2 separate regions of the Zea mays genome follow, and region 1 is linked to region 2. The links are chromatin contacts, called in public Hi-C maps. All regions are on one chromosome and are shown on one strand. The core of a region is the stretch at or near the end of the contact, and the rest is flanking DNA. Distances in the headings are between cores, read along the strand shown. Region 1 has its middle 14 kb from the start of LOC109945042. Region 2 has its middle 70 kb from the start of LOC109945247.

The links. Hi-C and Micro-C count contacts between places; a contact is called where the count stands out from the background.
Region 1: a contact with region 2 is called in a Hi-C map of leaf, with 4 times the contacts expected there. The contact joins two enhancer-like sites. A contact is called at or near these places in 3 of 25 Hi-C or Micro-C datasets (leaf and leaf mesophyll).

What each region holds. Positions count from the first base shown.
Region 1 is chr3:92,530,477-92,535,866 of Zm-B73-REFERENCE-NAM-5.0, reverse strand. No RefSeq gene overlaps it. Among protein-coding and RNA genes, the nearest start is that of LOC109945042, 14 kb to the right of the region's middle. Within about 2 kb of position 3,271, at least 18 of the 20 cell types and tissues checked have an H3K27ac peak or open chromatin away from gene starts, as enhancers often do. A contact at or near this core is called in leaf and leaf mesophyll, where this site is marked.
Region 2 is chr3:92,117,655-92,123,277 of Zm-B73-REFERENCE-NAM-5.0, reverse strand. No RefSeq gene overlaps it. Among protein-coding and RNA genes, the nearest start is that of LOC109945247, 70 kb to the right of the region's middle. Within about 2 kb of position 1,282, at least 17 of the 20 cell types and tissues checked have an H3K27ac peak or open chromatin away from gene starts, as enhancers often do. A contact at or near this core is called in leaf and leaf mesophyll, where this site is marked.

The sequences.
Region 1 (5,390 bases), core at 2,022-4,521, 410 kb before region 2:
CCTAAGGTTGAGATCCTTCTGAGTGAATATGTACTTCAAACTCTTATGATCCGTGTACACTTGGCACTTGGTTCCCATGATATAATGTCTCTAAATCTTAAGCGCATGCACAACGGCTGCCAGTTCTAAGTCATGAGTGGGGTAGTTCAACTCATGTTTCCGCAACTGACGAGACGTGTAGGTGATCACATGTCCTTCTTGCATGAGCACACATCCTGTCACACCCGATTTTGGAAAGTAAACCGAATGCGAACTATGTACGTGCCAGGATCAGAAAATCACGTACACAGCGATTACATAAATGACTCATCATAGCACAATGCTTCGAATTACAACAAAGAGTAATTAATAATATTACAGACTAGAGCCATTTACATAATATAAATCAAAGTACACAGAATCGAAACGTAGCCAACGTAAACAACCCACCACAGGCAGCTGACTGGGGGAGGTTGCTAGCCTAATCCTCGAACTCGTCGAAGTCCTGGAACTCCTGGAGATCCGCCTTGACACCTTCTTCTTTACCTGAGCATAGATTGCACCAAAGGCAACCTAGTGTTTTGTGAAAGCAAGGGTGAGTACACATCAACGTACTCAGCAAATGTCCCATTTGGCTGTAGTGGACTAGCTTTATGTGGGGTTACGGTCAAGCAGTTGCTTTTAGTTGATCAGGTAATTATTACTAGTAGAGAGCCAGGTTTTAACATTAACTCAAGTTGTTAACCCAAAAGTACCCTTTCCAAATGGAAAGAATACTAGAAACCATAATCATAATAGAAACCAACATTATCCTCATCATCATCTGTAAACAGAACATCTCTGATCAATGTGTCTCTAATCAATGGAGCTCCCTTGGCCGCTCATAACTGCGAGCATGGCTGATATACCAGTTTCATAACGCTCTGCAGAGGTTGCGCACTTTACCCACAAGCCGTGATTCCCTTTCTAGCCCTGGCTTGCAAGACCCTTATTCACTTACAAGGTGAATGGCCAGGGATTCACTACGAAGCCTTTACAAAGATTCCCTGAGGTTGTAGCCGCCCGTTAGGTTTCCTAAATGCACCACACTCCTCCCTAAGGGGCGAACCAACCTTGGCAGAGCGAGCCGCATACATCGAGCCCCATTAACGGCATGACGGCGAAGCGAACTACACCCCAGTTCCTCTAATTATTCAGCTAAGGGCGTCCCATTCCACCCTCATGGTTGCACTGTTTTCCCGGGCGGTCATCCAACGAACCAGTCCTTACGGAGAGGCACTCGAGAAACAGCTCGAGTCCCCTTAAATGCCACAAGTATATCATCATATCCAGAATAAAACCATAGTATCATCATTGTATCTCATCATGTTCATTGATTAAAGTAAAGCGCTAGCATGAAGCTAACCATAGTAACCCAAAAGGTAATCAAGGACAAGGTAAATAGAAAGGTAGTCAATCCTTACGTTGTTCATAGTATGCGGGACAGTGAATTATAAAGTAAATGGGACATAATGGGTCAGAGGACACATGCCTTCACCAAACATATGCTCAGGGTCTTCAGCCTCGTAGAACTCAAAGAGTTTGATCTCTTGGTCGCCGAAGCTTGACCGTCAATTCCTCGAAGCTCGGAATGGATCATAGTCTATTCGTGCCGCGCAACGAATACAAACAGGCACAAGTAAACATATACTTGCATAAGAACATTACACCATACAAGATAAAATATTATAAAAGCGAGCAATATAAAATAGAGAGCGCTTCTACGATTACACGTGGAAAATAACCGCGATAGTTGGAGCTACGGTCGAGAAGTTATCAAGTTTACGCTAAACAAGTATTAGTTAGAACATTTAATTCGACATAATTATATTAATTGACTACTACTTAGTTTTGACTAACTTACTATTTTAATAGTCGACGATTAAAGAAATAGCTAATTAACTGACATGAGAGATTATAAGCTAAGGGTTTAATATCACGCGTGGACAGCGCGCGATACTGCGCGAACGACACGCGACAATGTGTACGACACGCGAAAACGGTGCGCACGACACACGCGAATGACTAACTAATGTCACGTTTATACTAAGCAAGAATAAATTAAAAAACATTTGAATTGGCATAATCACATTAACATGTATTTATAAAAGGGTAGCTTAAAACGATAAGTTAGTTTTAACTAACTGTTATTTTTTAATAACCAACGAACGAACTAACAATTAACTAAATAAATAAAACATGGGTCTCGACAAAACAATATTTTTAATGTGTGCATGACATTATTACGAAGCTAACGCAATCCGAATAAAATAAAATGGATTTAACATAAACTCTAACATGTATTTAATAAACCGCAAATTTAAAGTGATGTGGTGCGTTGTGATTGGTCTGAGCCAAATCCCAAGGATGGTCATGGATTTTGCATCCACATCGGATCCTTGGAGGACTATTTCCCTTGATCGCATGCAGCCAGGAGGGGAATACGACATGCAACATGGGGCCCACGAGCATTTCTACTTGCATGCCTTTTCCTTCTTGCACCCATGCATGACGCGTACGATTAACCGCAAGGGGCATTCAAGCGAGTCAGTTGCTGGCCAGGGAATGGAATGGACCACGTCGGCGTCGGCGGCCATGGCCAGGCGACGATGATGCGGCCTGTGGAGCAGGGTCCATGGCCGGCGGCGGTGGAGCACGAGAGGGGCGCGGTGGATGGTGCCACGGCGAGCGCATGGGACCCGTCAGCAGATGGGGAGGTGGAGGCACGGCTGGGCGGGCTGATTGACGGTGCGCGTGCAGGAGAGCTCGGTGGGCTAGCAGCCAGCACGACGGCTCACCGGCGGCATGACGCAGACGATGAGGCAAAGCGCGACATGGCACAGGGTGAGCTCGCCGGGACGAGGTGGGAGTGGGAGGACGCCATGGAGCATACCTACACGGCAGCGGCGAGCAGACGTCGATCTGGCGGCGCGACGAGCAGCTCCAGAGAGGCGAGGGCGAGCAGCATAGTGCTGATCTGGAGCGTCATGGGCGGCTGGGCGAGCGGTTTTGGTGAGGGAGAGGGGACATGGGCATAGCCAGAGGAGAGAGGTGGTTTTGGGAAGATGAATAGTGCCTTGCGGGCTAGGCAACTTGTCCACGCGTGCACGTTGTGCAGCCAGGCAGACAGCACGAGAGGTGGGCTGGGGGCGCGCTGGGCCAAATGGCCGAGATGGTCCAGGGCAGGGGCAGCGGCTGCGGTTGCGCAGGGTGGGTCGAGGGGGAGGGTGCGCTGCTGAGCTGGGGCGTGGTGGGCCCTACGTGCCATGGCCACGCCTGGGTCGTCACGTCGCTGTGGGCGAGCTGTGAAGGCTGTCGCACCGAGCCAGCGCGCCGCTGCGTTGGTAGGTCGTGGGCCGCCGAGCCGAGGCTGCCGCGCTGGGCAGATGAGCTGGCCACGGATCGTGCTGCTCCGTCGCGCCAGGCAATCGAGCCGAACGACCACTACAACTCTGAGGGGAGAGGAGAGACAGGCGTGGGAGATAGTCCTGGGATGGTCGGACGCGCAGGGAGAGAGGGCGTGCTCGTCGGGGAAACTTGGAACCGCCAACGACGTGAGCAGGAAAGGGAATCACAATGGAGATAGAGGGAGGAGTGGAGGAGATGACGCATGGGCCCACCTGTAAGAATGAGAGAGTGAGGGGAGATGAGAGCATGGTGGTTCAGGGAGATGGGCTGAACGACCGTTCTCTTTTTTTTAATTCTTTTCTCTTCTTTTTTATTTCTCTTCTTTTCGTATATATAGGAATAGTAGAAATTAAATATATATTAGATCCAGCCCAAAATAATTTAAATAAAACTAAATGCGATAGCAATCAAAACTATGCTTCAGCATGAAATGCAGCACACAAAGCTTCCCTAGGGTTCAATTCAGTAGGCTTACGTTAACAAAATAACACTTCATTATTAAAAAAATAGAAAAGCAAGGAAAAGAGAGGGTAACACCTGAATTTGGTGGATATTAGAAAAAAGAAATTTTACACCCCAAATTCAGGGTGTTACAAATCTAACCCCCTTAACAGAAACCTCGCCCTCGAGATTCAAGAAGAGGCAAGCAAGAAAATGAGATTGGTTCATCGGTCTTTCATAGCTTCTTCTAACTCGACTTTGACTCTGGCAACTTTAATTTGCGGACCGGTTGCTTTGACCTTTAGATGATTGAGACTGATTGATGCAATTCTTGAGGATCTCTTGGACCTGTGGGTTAGGACCCACACACGCTTTCGTTGTGCCACTCTGATCTTGTTGGTTGATGTTGATCGCGTTGTCTTCATTGGGGTTAGCGGCTAACCCCTTTATAGGAGCATTGATACACACTTGATGAAGATGCTGCCGACTCTGATCTTGACTGATTTGGAGGAGTTGGAGGTTGCCAAATGGATAGGCGCAAGAGGAAAGAATAGCGAGAAAAGGTAAGTACAGACGGATCAGAGAGAGCAGGGGGAGAACCCAACTACTTAACTCTACGACACTCACCTAGTAAACAGATGTCATTGCGAACCAAGGGCCACAACACATCAACACTCATTCCAAAGAAGCAAATCAGTCATAGCAGAAGGACAAACATCATGAGAACACATCAACAAACATCTCGTTGCTATACGTTAATGTTAACTAGATGGTGGTCTTTCCTTAAAAAGGGGATACTACTCTAAGGCCATCGAAAGGCAAGGGGAATAATAAGACATGTAGGGTAGGGGCATGAGCATAATAAAGGATGGAGCTAAAGCAAGGATTGTAATCGACAAGGGAGAAAATGCAACCAAGGGCAGGGTAGGTAAAACACCATTCTCAAATCGAGATGGGAAAGATGATATTTCAAAAGGTAGGCATAGGATAAGCATCATGGAAAGATCTAGATATTAGGAAGGTAAGGGTGATATCGAGCAAAAGCTAAGACTTGCAACGCGACAGAGGAAAAGGGAACAGACACTCTTGAAATGAAATGGGGAAGGCGACTTTAAAATGCAGGTACATGATAAGCATCAAAGTAAAGATCGAGGGATGACAAGGGTTAAGGTGATTATGAACAAACACACAACAAAGGATGTATTTTAGGCAAAGCTTGCAAGGCATCAAAGAAGGGGAAGCAATCAATGGTGAAGTAGGTGAGGCATTATCCTCAAACAGCGATGAAAAAGAGGAGGCTTTAAAGGGTAGGTTCAAAGTAAGCATGTGGGCAAGGGCATAGGTATCACGAGAGTTTAAAGGTGATAACGGACAAGGATGTAGGAGAGGAGGTAAATGTGCATAAGAACCAAGAATATAAATACCACAAAGGATGAAGTTAAGACAAGACCTGCAAATGGAAAAGGAGAGGGTACGTCCAAGGGCCAAATAGGTAAACTGCCACTCTCAAATTGAGGTGGAAA
Region 2 (5,623 bases), core at 33-2,532:
AGAGTAGCACTACGAGGCCTTTCCAAAGTTCCACTAGTTTGAGAATACCCGCTACGGATTCAGGAAGAAGGAAGCATAGGAATCCCCCGTCTGGAAAGCTAAACAGACAGTCCGACCCGAGAACCTCCCTATAATCTGCAGCGACACCTCCCCGCTTGCCCCTTTCAGGTAAGGTAATCTCTCCCAGCTTTCCTAATTACTTGGCCAAGGGTGTCCCGTTCTACCCTTGTGGTAGCACTGTTTTCCTGGGTGGTTCTCCATGTTCCAATTAACACAGTAAACTTATCATGAACAATAAATAATCAACAATCATAATAAAGAATGATCATGTGTCAAATTTATCTCAACACCCAAAACCACATATAGCAATAGCAGGACTACCCAAAAGTTCAGTGGTGATCAAGGCACAAATTAAAGCAGACTAGGGTGACCTATTGGGTCCCATCAAAATTAAGCCTAAACATGCCTAGTGATTATAGAGAACATTATTGGGTAATTAAAAGTGGTCAAGGGCACAACTTGCTTTCAACGAGCTCATGTTCAATAGTTTCCACCTGCTGAGCACCTGGGTCCTCAGTTGCTTGCTCATCTACTCGCCACAATACAAACAAATATGGTACAGGAGAAATTAACATCACACCAAATATTAGAATAGAATGCATGATAAGTTTCTACGCATCGTAACGAGATCGCAGGTTCGAGAATCACTAAATTCGGAGTTACGGTTAAAGAGTTATGATTTTCCAAAGAGTATACAATAAATTAAGTGGATAATTTTGATATATGTTTCAGGATACAACAGAGTTACCAGGTGATAAACAATATTAATACAAAATTAATGCAACTGGACCGGATCAAAAAGGAGTTAAAATGAATTTTCTATGAATTAAATGAGATTCTGGAATTATTTTTATATAAGAAACTCAGTTTCAGTGTATTTTTACTAATTATACAACTGATTGGACTATGAGCATAATATTGTGAATGCCTAGGGTCCAAATTATAAAGCTGGGGACCTGACTATTGCATTTTTTTCTACTACAGAGGACGACAAGTTAAATCCTACTTCTCTCTAGGGCTCTTAAGTGAAAATGGCATGGCGAAGGGGTATCACGAGACATGGGCCACCCGATCTGAAATTTGGGGTCCAGATTAGATCGGCCCAACCTTATAGGGCTTTTCTTCAAGACCATTGATCCTAAGATCGATGGTGGACACTAGGGCCCCAGGAAGGCCACCCGATCAAAAGTCGACGATCGCGATCGAATCCTTGAAACGCTATAGCCCGACTCAATCTCAACCGCTCATCGGAAAACCAACGGACAGGGGCTGTCTTCCACCTGAGGACTCGCCCCAAACATGGTGGCTCCACCGCGCCCACGGCGGAATGAATCGCCGACGACGTAAGTCAACAGCCTTGGCGCCGCGACCCACGCAAGACACGTGCTACCCCATGTGAAAGACCTAACGAGTGGAGAGGGTTATCCAATTCCAGCCATAGGGGTAGAGGAAAGTTGAGCCACGACACATTGTGATGTTGCAGCAGAGCTACAACTCTGGTCGTCAGTTCCTACCGCAGGTGCCCCCAAACTCAACACCAAACGAAATCTACTCCTTAAGCGAATAAAAGGAAAAAGGTTCTCACCACGGAGCTAGATGCTACCGGCGCAATCCATGGTGGTGCGTCGTTGTGCGGCAAAGTCAAAGTTCGGCGAGAAATTGTTGCTCGCCGACCGTCGCACACGCCCGAGACGATTGACGAGCACCATCGTGGCGGCTTAGGGAAGCTCCCGGGCACGGCCCACGGACCCTCCGACGGTGTCTGGGCGCAATTGACTATGGTGCCCCCCCAATTTCTCCATTCACGCCCTCCTTCCGCGCTCAAGACCGTGGCTAACATCAATCTGCCCGAATCAAGGGCGCGGAGTTGCGGTGGCATAGGTCATATAGGCCCGAGCTCGATGCGGGGTGGTTGGGAGGCCGTTGTTGTGCTAGGCTAGAGCGCGCGCGTTCCGGTAGGGTTGTTGCGACCATGGCGGCTAAGTCGAAGCTGAGGCGTGGGTCCCATGACTCGGTGACCGACACCCTAGGCACAAGCGCCACGCAGGATGGTGAGGCAGGCGCGTGGAACCATATTTTCGACGCAAGGATCCTACGGCCAGAGCGCGCGTAAGACGCAGACGAGTGGGTCCCACTCTGCAGTGGCATAGGGTGTGCGTGCGCGAGAATAGGCCACGACAATGGGTTGACTGGGCCAAAATGGGGAGTAGTAGCCCAACTGACTTCTTCTTTCTTTTTCTTTTAAAAATTCTTTTTTTATCTCCGCATCAAAGATTCAAACTAAATTCAAATTCTGGCTTTAAATTTTTAGTCTTGCAAAATTTAATAGAATTCTAATTGTGAATATAACTCCAACTGTTTGCCTTATTTATTTTTCTTCCTATTATTTTTCACTCCTTTGCTCCTATATTTTTCAGAGCTCGAATTTGAATTCAAAGCTAGATTTGTTTTTGTTTTAATTGTAAGCTTGAGTTTTAATGCACAAACAAAGGAATTCCAGCATGATGCATAACTTCACGTGTTTATTTGGTATTTAGTTAAAAGAAATATGCCTCATGAATAAGTCACATACTTAAAATGGCTTCTTTATTATTTCTCAACTGACTAGAGCCTTGGGTACTCTGTACTAGGGTTTATAGCTTAGTGCAGGTGGCCTCTTTAGAACCAAAATCAAATTGAGCAACGATAGTTTCATCGTCACCGACAATAGTGTAATCGTCTAAAAATGTAATCACATTAACATCCGTACCTAGGTGCTCGGGCGAGGCTTCGCAGTCGACCATGTCCTCCCCTAGTAAATCGTCCTCCCATGCGTTGTCCTCATCCATGGGTGTTGGCATGTCGTTGGAGGCCCTGGTGGGGTGTAGGGGGTCCGGACTTGGAGGTCAAACGATTTGCTCTTGGCTTCGACGGTCCGGCTTCTAGAGGCAGACTGTCCGCATTACCTATAGGGACCTGCGCAGCTGCTTTTCATCTTCTATTTTTATGGCTGCTTGAGTTGCTTCGGTGGCCTTTGATTTCCACCTTTTTGTGGTGGTGGATACTATGGATGTGTGTCATTGAATATTATTTATGCCTCCTTTTCCCTGCTGTCCTTTGCTATTAAACACTACAATTTTCGTTTTTGAGAACGTGTTAGTCCTGGTGGGCATCATCGGGGCATGGAGTACTTTGGGTAACCTGTTTTACTTGTTGCTCCTGTGTCTTCCTCCTTGTTGTTTTGGCCGATTTACCTAAAATCATCGGCCCTTCATGGTTCCACTGTATGACGACATCTGTTGTGCCTATTTTGATGATATCTCCATTTGTTGTTCTCTTGGCGTTAGTGGATATTTTCTCTCCATGTCCCTTACTAGATTGGTCAGCCTTTTTGGCCGAGTAGTTTGGCATCCATGCCTGGTGACCAGATTGAGGTGAACCCAATCGGTCTTACACTAGTAGTGCTAACTTGTCAAATACAAAAGTTTGGGGTGCCTCCCAAGCGGGATACTATGGCATCCCATACGAATACGGTGGTAGGAGTTTGGACATAGGGTGGTAGTAGGTATGCATATTGATATGGCACAGGTTGATATAGGGGTGGAGGTGTCCATGTGGGCACATTGGTTACTAATTGGACATTATTCTTAGGTGGCTCAATAGATCCTACCTGCCTCTTATAATGAGGTGAATGGGGTCGTTTTGCTGGCCGATTGTTGGGACCGGCCTTATTTTTCACATATTTGGATAGTAATTGATCAAAGGTTGTGCTGACTTTGACTAGCCAACCTGACTCTTTAGATTTATTGGTCTTCCATGTACCTACTTCTGGTCGTCGAGGCTTGAAGGTACGTGGTCGTCGTTGCTCTTGGGTACTGTCGGGTCGTCTGCCTGACCTGTACGAACTGTCCAGCGGTGTCCCAGACCATCCAAGCCTGCGTGCTAGACTGTTCGTGATGTGTAGAATAGGGCGCTGCATTTGGCCACCCACCTGCGCCTGCTCCCTAGCGTTGGAGGCCAGGTTGGTGATCTTCAACGTCTCCCCTCCATCCGGGCTCTTCTCTACAATCAGTTTCCTACAAGAAACTTTTGGTAATTTCATTGGCTTTCTTGTCAGCCGTACTAGGCCAAACCAAGACTTTCTTGTCATCAAAACTGATCATATTCATCAGAAAGGGCTCAATGTTCACCTGCATTTCTTGAAACTTTAATCATCCCTCGTTGATTGCTGATTGGACCTATCGTCGAAATATATTACAATCATCAGTGGCATGAGAGAACGAATTATGCCACTTGTAATAAGCACCACGTTTAAGCTCGTCAGCAGATGGAATAGTGTGATTTATTTTAATGTTGCCACTTTTGGGTCACTCGTCAAATATTATGTCACACTTGCCAACATTAAAAGTAAATTTAACCACTTCTTGTCGTTTCTGCTGAACTGGCTGCAACAAGGAACAAACAAGAGATTTGGCCTGCTTTGGCTAAACCATCTCAGTAGCATACACTTCTTTTGATTCGTCATCTGAGCTACTCTAGTCACATTCTACAACATGGATGTTGTGACGTACCACTCTAGTAGTATCGTTGCTTCAGCTTTTATAAGCCAAAGCTCTCTAGAGTTAGGAGGTAGTGTGGCGTACCAGGAGAGTGCAGTCCCAGTTAGAGACAGTGAGAATAAACAAACGTGGAATGCCTCTGTGTCGGCCAATTCTCCTAACTATGCTAGGAACTGGCCTATGTGCTCATGTGTGCTCTTATCCTTGTCACCCAAGGATTTTGCAAATTCGGTATCCTTGTTCCCTGGGTATATGGGTGGTAGTCAAATCGGCTATCATAAGGTTTCCGATATTACTGTCCCTAGGGGTCATGCTAACTCCGAGCTTATCTCGGAATGCCTCAGCTATTTCTTCCCTTAGTATGTCAATGGCGACTGGAGGTATCCCACCGACCCTTTAGTCAATTAATGGTGTGGGTGTTTGTGTATTATGTTGATTACGTGCCTAAGGGTTTGGTTTTTGTGGAGCATTGATGCTTGCCCTGGGTAACTCATCACAACAGTAAACAACACAATTTCTGACGGCCAAAGCCATCGTACATAAGCTGTAAACTATCGGAGATAGCTTATGTTCGACGACATTTAGTTATCTCTGACGGTATCTGTCGTCGGACATAAGGGGTCGGAAATAGCATAATGCCCGACGGCGACCGTCGGACATAAGCTATCTCTGACGGCCGCAACCACCCGTCGGAGATAGTACATGTCAACCGTTTTACCGGTCGCAGGTGGGACCCACATCTCTTATGTCCGACGGCCTGGCGTCAGCCGTCGGACATAAGTGCTTGTTATCTCTGACGGTTTATATTAAGTCGTCGAACATAACCAACCCTTATGTCTGACGGCTGACGCCAGACCGTCAGACATAGCAAATTTCAGAAATTACACAAAATTCTGTTTTTTAAAAAATCTAACATTTACAAAAAAAACAGATTCCATGCAAATATACACAGAGTTCATATACAACCACATATTCACAATCACAAATATATTCACATAAGTATTCACATTCACAAATTTAACATT